2 separate regions of the Mus musculus genome follow, and region 2 is linked to region 1. The links are chromatin contacts, called in public HiChIP or PLAC-seq maps. All regions are on one chromosome and are shown on one strand. Each heading gives the region's core, a stretch centred on a gene start, on an enhancer-like site or on the middle of the called end of the contact. The rest is flanking DNA. Distances are from core to core; before and after follow the strand shown.

The links. HiChIP or PLAC-seq counts read pairs in DNA pulled down with a chosen protein or histone mark.
Region 2: a contact with region 1 is called in an H3K27ac HiChIP or PLAC-seq map of oligodendrocyte precursor cells, with 3 times the contacts expected there. The contact joins two enhancer-like sites. A contact is called at or near these places in 2 of 484 Hi-C or Micro-C datasets (cerebral cortex and nephron progenitors) and 2 of 115 datasets of contacts at active chromatin or transcription factors (astrocytes and oligodendrocyte precursor cells).

Annotation. Positions count from the first base shown.
Region 1 is chr9:27,411,476-27,416,224 of GRCm38.p6, forward strand. No RefSeq gene overlaps it. Among named protein-coding and RNA genes, the nearest start is that of Spata19, 17 kb to the left of the region's middle. Within about 2 kb of position 2,751, at least 66 of the 459 cell types and tissues checked have an H3K27ac peak or open chromatin away from gene starts, as enhancers often do. A contact at or near this core is called in oligodendrocyte precursor cells, where this site is marked.
Region 2 is chr9:27,540,946-27,545,694 of GRCm38.p6, forward strand. No RefSeq gene overlaps it. Among named protein-coding and RNA genes, the nearest start is that of Gm30791, 24 kb to the left of the region's middle. Within about 2 kb of position 2,671, at least 4 of the 459 cell types and tissues checked have an H3K27ac peak or open chromatin away from gene starts, as enhancers often do. A contact at or near this core is called in oligodendrocyte precursor cells, where this site is marked.

The DNA.
Region 1 (4,749 bases), core at 1,501-4,000:
TACCTGAGTTAGTTGGAGCTTGGCCTTGATCCTCACCAAAGGCCAAACCATCTGTGGTTTGAATGGCTCCCATAGGCTCATAAGCACTATTAGGAGATGTGACCTTGTTGGAGGAATTGTGTCACTTGGGGTAGGCTTTGAGGATCCAAAAAGCTCAAGCCAGGCCCAGTGTCTCTCTCTCTCTCTCTTGCTTCTGCCTGTAGAACTCGTAGCTACCTCTCCAGCACCCTGTCTGCCTTCATGCTTTCATGCTTCCTGCCATGACGATAATGGACTAAACCTCTGAACTGTTAGCCAGTCCCAATTAAATGTTTTTCTTTATAAGAGTTGCCATGGTCATGGTGTCTCTTCAGAGCAATAGAAACCCTAAGTAAAATGCCAGCACATAAAAATGGGGTAGTTTGGCCACATGGGAAGGAATGGATGCCCAGTGATTGTGAGAGTATGCAGGCAGGCCTTCCACACAAAACAGATGGGCAAGGAAGATGTATAAGGAGAGGATGGAGGCTGAGAAGTATAAAGCATTAGGAGGGGCCCAGGCTCTGGTCCTATAGGGGCAACTCATCTTGGTGTGTAACGTGGACAAAATGGGGGCACAAGAGGCCCCTCTAGGCTCTCTCAGATGGCTTAGTGGTTGTTGCACCCTCTGGGTATTCCACACAACAGCATCAACTGGTTCTGCTTGGTTTGAGACACAGTGTATATGCATATGTGTTTGCTTACTTCATAGACTGCTCTAGGGAGGTGTACTCCATCCTTCCAGGGTCTGGGGAGGCAGCACTCTGCCTCCACGCAAGCCAGTAGCTCTTCTATATGTCTTCCAATTACCCAGCAGTCGATGTAGGGCTGAAAGCCATTTTCCTAAGAGAGGGAAAAGAGAGTCTAGAGAAAATGTCAGGTGTTTCTGAGAATTGGGGAACTCTGAGTGACCCACAGGGAAGTGGAACCTGTGTGAGGATGGTCCCTGCCCACCTGTTTCATCTTGCCCTGGTTGTCACAGAGGATGATACCATCAGCTTCTGAATTTTTCAGCGGGCTCTGTCACTGGGATGCATACCCACGTAGGGCAGGGGGGATCCCAGAACCCTCTTCCTACTCCTGGCAGTACTCAAGGAAAGACAAAGCCACTGGCCGTGACTCTGGCCTGAGTGTTGGCATCTCTTTTGCTGTCCTCTCCCCATTGTTCCTTTGAATCCTGGGTCTCATCTCTCCTAGCACTGCAGTTTATGCCTTCACTCGTCACTTGCTGGTGTGTGTGTGTGTGTGTGTGTGTGTGTGTGTGTGTGTAGTTGGGCATGGAGGCCAGCATAATGAGTGTGGGATGGATTATGTGAGGAGGTTGCCGTGAGAGAAGGGACAGCCCAGAGAAAGGCAGGGCAGTGGCTTTATTTTGTAGGAAGGCTTTTAAGTAGCTGTGTACCTTCTAGCAGAGGTGTACATGCAAGGCCTTTTCCTGAGGGGGACTGTGTAGCGTGTGTGTACGCGAGCGAGAGCTCGCGCACGCACGCACGCGCGCACACACACACACACACACACACACACACACATATTGGCCCTGGAATCTCATCTGTCCCTTGGTACCTTGATCTTGAGGAGGTGTTCAACCTCACTGTGATCCAGGTTCACAGAGTCTTTTTGAAGTCCAAGGGCGGGAACCACTGTCAGTGGTACAGTAGGTGTCTGACACTTGGCAAACCTCAGGCCAGGCCAGCCACAGTGACTCCTAACCATATATGTTTAGGAAAGGGATTTGCACTGCACTTTCTAGCTGCAGTGGCTGCTGGCCATTGCTCCTCACGCCCATGAACCAATCGCATAAGCCTTGGGCAACGTGGGACAGTAACCTTGCCCTTCTGCAAGGGGATAGTTTCTGCTTTCCAGGCCCATAAAATTTCAGAATGAAGATCATGGTGGTCTTTAAGAGTAATAAAGAGCCACACATACCTAGGGGAAATAATCTCTAGGGGTAGGGATGGACTCAGAGGTACAGTGCTCGCCTAGTGTGTTGGCTGGCATCTGAAAGCCAGCGTGGCCAGGAACGGGACGCACTGGCTGGTTTTGTGTGTCCACTTGACACAAGCTGGAGTTGTCACAAAGAAAGGAGCCTCCTTGAGGAAATGCCTCCATGAGATCCAGCTGTAAGGCATTTTCTCAATTAGTGATCAAGGGGGAAAGGCCCAGCCCACTGTGGGTGGTGCCATCCCTGGGCTGGTAGTCTTGGATTCTATAAGAAAGCAAGCTGAGTAAGCCAGGGGAAGCAAGCCAGTAAGCAGCACCCTTCCATAGTCTCTGCATCATCTCCCGTCTCCAAGTTCCTGCCCTATGTGAGTTCCTGTCCTGACTTCCTTTGGTGATGAACAGCAATGTGGAAGTGTAAGCCAAACAAACTCTTTCCTAGGAACCCCAACTTTTTTCTTGGTCCTGATGCTTTGTGCAGGAATACAAACCATGAAAAGACAGAGGGTTTTCCTGGAAAAGGTACAGGAAGTGTCTCCTCTTCTTTGAGTCCAGCTTGTATGCTCCTGAAAGAGGTGCTGGGGGGACTGGCTGCTGTTTCTCCACCTTTCATAGTGGGAAGCTTGGCCTTCCTGGGTTTGTGTTCCAGTCCAAAGGATGTTGTCATGGCCGCATATGGCCAGCAGAGGGCGGTGTCGATCCAGGAGTGCCTTTGCCACACGTCCAACCCAGGGTGTAAATTGCTCAGATTTTCCCCCAACAAATAGATGGTACCCAAGCCACCAGCATGCTCTCATCTGTGTCCACAGCCAGCTCTGTCCTGCCTTTCCAGTGAGGGAAGTTCCTGTGCTTACTCAGGGTGTAGGAGGAGCAGCGACCAGCAGTCTTCTGCTTGCTGGCTCGGAGAGGCGCTCTGGCACAGGCATCTGCTCAGCTGGGCCCTGTGGGGAGCTGACTCCTGGGGGAATGAATTCACTGGCTGTTGTGCGCAGACTCAGGTTACAGCTGCGCGCTACTCTGGACTCGCCATTGGCATACCCAGCCAGGTGGGATTCCCAGAGAGGAGGTTGTGGGGAGGCATATTCTAGGGTTCAGGAACTTTGGGAACCTGTGTCTGTGTCTAGGTGGCCTTATTAGAATCTGGGGTGAAGTACTTTGAGACTTTGGCCTCCAACCCTGTGAGGAGGGGGTTTGGTGAAAATGCAGGGCACAACCTTGATTCATTGTGCTGTCAGGTTTGGGAGGGAGCCAGGGGCATTTTTTTTTTTTTTTCTTCATTCTCCTCTGTTAGGGTTAAAGCACATGATAGTGTTAAAACAGAAAGGTCTGGAGCACTGGGAAAGATAATTGTAAGAGAACTAGTGGGGGGATTAATCTGGTTTTAGTAGGCTTCTACTCCCACAGAGCCCCTCCTCTAGTATCTGGCTCTATTTCTCTTCCATAAACTTCTTGACTTTATGGATAGCTACACTTTAATATACATTCCAATATTTAATTCAGTTCAGTGTTAACAGACTGACACAATTTCTAGACCTTGGAGATATATATATATATATATATATATATATAGAGAGAGAGAGAGAGGGGGGGGGCAGCATCTTGGACCACAGCCGTAGGGCAGGGAAGGACCAATCCTAACCTCAAGGGAGATGGCACTGAAGATACTGGGCAAGGCTGGTTCTCTCTCTGGCATATACCAGCTCAATTGCACTTTTGTGCTTGCTGTAAGTAAATTTTGGCTGCTAGTGTTGTCTGTGTCCTTGTAGAAATTCTTCTCCTTCAGGAGTACAGGAACCAAGAGTGCTGCCACAGTTGGGATCAGAGGGCATTTGGAAGGATGTATTGCTCTATGGCACCTTTAACCCCTGAGCCCACAGGACAGTCCACTGCTTCTGATTCCCATCCCTCCATTCTTTCTGCCAGGGACCCTGGGTATTCTGCTGCATTGTGGTCCAGGAGAGTTAGCAAAGGGAGAGAACTACAAAGAAACACTGTGGATTTAACTCGGTCTAGAGGTGCCTTGTGAGCTTTCTGCTTGAGCCGATTCCAGCCTTCCCATCCCAACCCACTTGCCCATTCTCCATTGTTGAAAGCCTTTAGGTTTCCACCTTCTTTTCTTTCGTTCTTCCTCAAGGGAGTTGACTCTGCTCTCTGCTTCCTGCAGGATGGAGACCACACACACACACACACACACACACATCCATTCACATTGTAGACATATGCATAGCATGTATTTGTGCGCACACATTTCATTACACTAGGGATCTACTAACACCTTGTGGAGCGAAGGATACACAAAACATTTCCCCCTGACTTTGTACTACTCTGCTTCCTTAGGGCCATGGTCCTACACACTGGAGAGCCATGTGGGGACACAGGTGAAGAGACAGAAGCAGCAGGAACTGTCCAGGCTGCTCCACCTTTCTCTTGCTCTGAACATGGTCTAGGCTCTTGACTCCTTTGGGCCTGGAGACGGTAATGCTGCTGTGATGGTAGTTGAGGTGCTAGAAACACTCTAGCTCAGAAAAGCTGGTGCTTACTGCACGCTAGGTACAACCTCTCTCCCGGAATCCCTTTTCTCCAGGGAGAACATGCAAGTGGGCCTCAGTTTATCTCTTGGACAGTGAGACTGTTGGAGAGTCCCTCCACTTAGAGCTGATCCTGACAGTGTGCAGGTAGAGGCTAGAGGAGGGAAAAGCCTCATGCCTTGACTAATATCTCCATTTCCTCTCCTGCTTGGTGGGCCTGGCCAAAACCTTGATGTGAAACTCTGCTCTGTTTCTCCCTCTGAGA
Region 2 (4,749 bases), core at 1,421-3,920, 130 kb after region 1:
GTATTCATACCTGAGACCCACTGAGGGAGACCTGACTCTGCCTTTACAGAGGAAACAATAGCAACCAACCATCACAGGGTGTTTCACTTTCCTGTTGCTGTAACAAAATAGCTGACCAATTATTAAAGGGTGGAAAGACTTATTTTGGCTCATGGTTTCTGTTAACCAAAGTGGTGAAGGGATGGCCCTGTTTGTGGTAGAGACTGCTCATAGAGTGATAGCCCATGAAACTGAAAATATAGGCAAGAATCAGGGGTAGATGCAACATTCCCAAACCCTCCTGTAGGCTTTCTTTCTTTCTCTCTTTCTCCTTCCTTCCTTCCTTCCTTCCTTCCTTCCTTCCTTCCTTCCTTCCTTCCTCCCTCCCTCCCTCCCTCCCTCCCTCCCTCCCTCCCTCCTTCCCTCTCTCCCTCTTTCTTTGTTTCTTTCTTTCTTTGTTTCTTTCTTTCCTTGTTTCTTTCTTTCTTTCTTTCTTTCTTTCTTTCTTTCTTTCTTTCTTTCTTCATTCATTTATTGCCATTGAGGCCCCATTGCTAATCATTCCTGAGCCTTCAAGATGGTGACACCAACTGGGAACTGAGCACTGAAAACAAGAGCCGGTGGGGATGTTTCAGATTCAGATCATGCAGGGGATACACAGGGTCTGGTTTAAGGCAAGTGAATGGATCTGAGCTCACAATTTCTTAGCCCCAGTTCTGCACCCTCTGCTTCCACAGAAATGCTAAGAAACAAGCTAATGGGAACCCCAGGCTACAAGGCTCTACAACACTAGGGCAAAATCTTTTGTGTGAGAGCTGGAGTGATTTCCATGGCTCCCTGCCTGCTGTCTCTACCCTCTGTTAACCCCACCTGCTCCAGACTGCAGTTCCCTCCTTCCTGGAAGGTTGTGCATTCCTACTTGGAGGCTAGCAAAATGCCAGACAAACTGATGGGTTTCTCATATGCTAAATACAGATGGCGGTATTTATAAGGGAAGAAAGTCCTGCCACAGGAAGTTGCCAAAGCCTTATTTCCAGAGACAGCACTGTAAGACAACCCCAGAGCAGGGCAAGAGAGTCTAAGCATAGACTAGCATAGCCTTTCTAAAGGAACACCAGATGCTTTCCCAATCCCGGGGCAGTGCCCTTTATAAAAATCTACTCTTCAAGCAAGAAGCTGATGTTGCCTGCTAGCATGTGGCCATGGCTTTCCAGCTGTCCTGTGTTCAGTGTAGAAAAGAAACATGTTTCCACAAAGCGTGCATCCGTCACTTCTGAGCTGTGAAGTCTTCACTGCTTCTCTAAGCCAGGAGCCTCCAAGTCTTCCTGTCTTTTAGCCTTTCAAGCTCACTCTACTCACAATTAATGGAATGCTTACCAAGGAATGGGAACAACACTAGTGTCTTGTGTACAGTGATCCCCCCATATCCTCTGATTCCCATGTGGGCTGTGTTCCTAGGGAGGAAACACAGGCAATACTTTTACTTGGTAAGTGAAGAAAAGAGCCCAGCAAGTTAAATGATTTTGTGTAAGTGGTACATTTGAGATTCACACTGCATATTTTCACTGTGTTTACCTCCCCCTGTCACTTCTAGGCTGTAGGATGGCCAATCGCCTCATTCCAGTTTGTTCCTGTTTTTGGAACTTCATGACTCTCAAGCTTTCTGTGTACCTACCTTTAAAATATATTGTTTTTGTCTTTTGAGATTCTAATATAATTAAATCATTTCCTCCTTCCCCTTCCTCCCTCTAAAGCTTCTTGCTCTTTTTAAAATGAATGGCCTCTTTTTCCACTAATCATTGTTACATATATATGTGTATGTGCATATATGCCAATAGACATGCTAACGTGGGCAAGGGAAAGCCCAGGAGATTTCAACCTTACACAAAGAACCACAGGCAATTAAGGATTGCAGAGAGCAGGAGAAATAGTTTTCCCCAGGGAAGCACACAGAAATTGGTTATCTAATATGAAATGGTCAGTCCTGAAAATATACATACGAGTAACTTTATCCAGACTGTACCCACCTTTTCTTCCTTCACCTTTCTAGATCTGTTGTGCAAAACTCCTTCCAGAAGCCTTCCTCAATTGCTCCAGGCCTTGGTCCTCTCTGAATCTGAAAGGTACTGGTTGCTGCTTCATTATCTTCCATTAAAATAGTTTCCAATTGTCTAACCCGTGCTATTATTTGTCTCAGCATATACAGTTTATGCATTTCATATGGGTGGGTGCTTCATGAATCTTTGATGCTACCCAACCCAGTGCTAAGCTCTGCGTCTGAAACTTTATGCTGAGAAATGTTCATGGAGAGAGCTGATGGCATTTATCCTCCTAAGGGAATTAGCAACAATGACCCTGTTTAGCATGTCTCAATGTTTTTGGTTTCCCCCATGTTATTAGTATAAAGTCAGAAGTATCTAGCTTGGAAAATGCGTCCAGCTGCTCAGAGCAGCTGGAAGCCAAGGAGAGGTTATTTTGGGATGAGTTATTTCTTGCTTCTTAATCCCTTTCACATATTGTCTCAGATGGTACTTGATGAAGAAGGTTGTCCCCACTTCCATGAACCTGATAGGGAGAAACTGATCCAGGCAAAGACCAAGGATGGGCAGAGAAACGTGCGGAGCAAGGACACTTGGTTGTGGCAGTCAGATGTTCTAGTAAGTTGCTCTGTCTTCACTGCTGCTTCTATAAGACAGCTGTTCCCAGGGCAGATGGGGACAGCTGATGGCTGTAGAGATGGTAGCAGTTCTATGTTCCCTTTCAGCTCTCCCTGGATGCATTTGTAGCCCTACAAACAGTTTACTTATTGCATGCTAATTTTCTGTCTGGTGTCACAGTTTCAATGGGGACATAGAAAAAACATTTACATAAATAAATGAGGTCATTGCAGCTTGACAGTCGCTTGCAGGAAAATAAACTAGTAATAGCAGTGGTGGAGGAGACAAGGCGCCCGCTCTAGGCAGAGTGCTCAGAGAATACAACTAATTGGAGATCCATGTAGGTCCTGAGGAGGAATTGCTAGGCAGGTTAGGGACCAGGAAAGGCCAGTGTGGCAGAGTTTTCAAAGACACATCTGGGGTAAGGAAGGAGTTGAGTAAACACTAAAGGAGGTGAAGCTGGAGCAGAGTCAGCTAGGAGCAATTTCAATTATCCAGATGTGCTGTGCTCTGGTTTGGAGGTGGGAGAGGTAAAGAGGGGGGAGACTGATTTGGGAGCCGGAGTTGTGGACTTGAAGAAAAGTAGAGTGGCCGAGTTTATGGTTGGTGGGTTGAGGGGCAGGAAGGAAGGGAAGGAATTCAGGAAGAAAGGAAAGGAAGAAATACTGGAAACAAGCAGAGCACATGTGTGTGTGAGTTGTGTATCACGGGACAGAGGGGCATATAAATTAAGAGTTCTAATCAGAATGTATTGCTGTCAAACAGATAACAACGGCCACCAGTTTCATCCTTAGCTGTTGTATACTTATTATATATGTATTTAGTTTTTCCCTTTATTTCTCCCCCCCTTTAACATAATCTTTTCTTGATTCTTTGGGAATTTCACACCATGCACCCCAAATCCCACTTGTTTCCCAGTCCTTCCATATCTGCCCTCTACCTGTGTAACCTCTCCCCCAAAGAAAATAAAAAATAAATATTAAACAAAAGTTCTTGGTGACCCCTCTAAGCAACGATCTGCTCCTCTATCAACCACAGACTTCTCTCACACTCGTCACAGCTGTCCTGTCTCCAGTTCCACTGCACATGTACTATCCCTCTCTTCTGTTTTCCTTGCCTTGCTATCACATATTCATTCATTGTACTGGCACTAGAAAATGTGGAGTGTCATGCAGTATTTGACCAAACAGCTTTACTTGTGAATGTTCATTGCAATAAGCCATTGGCCTGGTTCAAGGCCTCTGACTTCTGCTACACAGTCAATACATGTGTTCTTATTACCCACTGCTCTGAGTGATATAGGTGCAGCAAGAAGCAAAGCAGGCAAAAATTTTCCAATTTGTGAAGTCTAAAAGATAGACAACCCAAGATGAATAGATGTGTGGTATTCTCTGGAGGGCAACAGAACCATTGACAGCAGGGAGCTCAAACGGAAACTAGAAGTTTTAGATAGAATGTCTAAGGGATGACTATATGGCGAGATTTCGACAAAGGCTTGAAGAATGTATGTGAAACTTGAAAGCATGCCTTCTGGCAGGAGAAACAAGTACATGGATGTATGTGTATGTGCATATGTACTTGCACATGGATGTATATGTACATGCACATGCATGTGTATATGATGTATATGTATATGCATGTGCATATGTATACATATGCTGAGTTAGCGTTGTATTGCTTATATGTAGTGTGTTTATGATTTCAGGCTGACTGCGTTTTACTGGATGATCAATTAGGAAGCTCATTCCCAGGGAAAGACTACTTGTACCTCTCTTAGTCTCTCTCTCTCTCTCTCTCTCTCTCTCTCTGCCTCTCTTAAGATTTATTTATTTATTATATGTAAGTATACTGGAGCTGTCTTCAGATACCCCAGAAGAGGGCATCAGATCTCATTACGGGTGGTTGTAAGTCTCCGTGTGGTTGCTGGGATTTGAACTCAGGACCTTCAGAACAGCAGTCAGTGCTCTTAGCCACTGAGCCATCTCGCTATCCCACTACTGGTATCTCTTAGCTGCCTATAGTTCTTTGTCTGAGGGTAAGGCTCTGTGTGATTAAAAAAAAAATACCCTTCCAAGTTAGCATGCCTATTGTTTTGGACTTGTTGAGGTCTTGT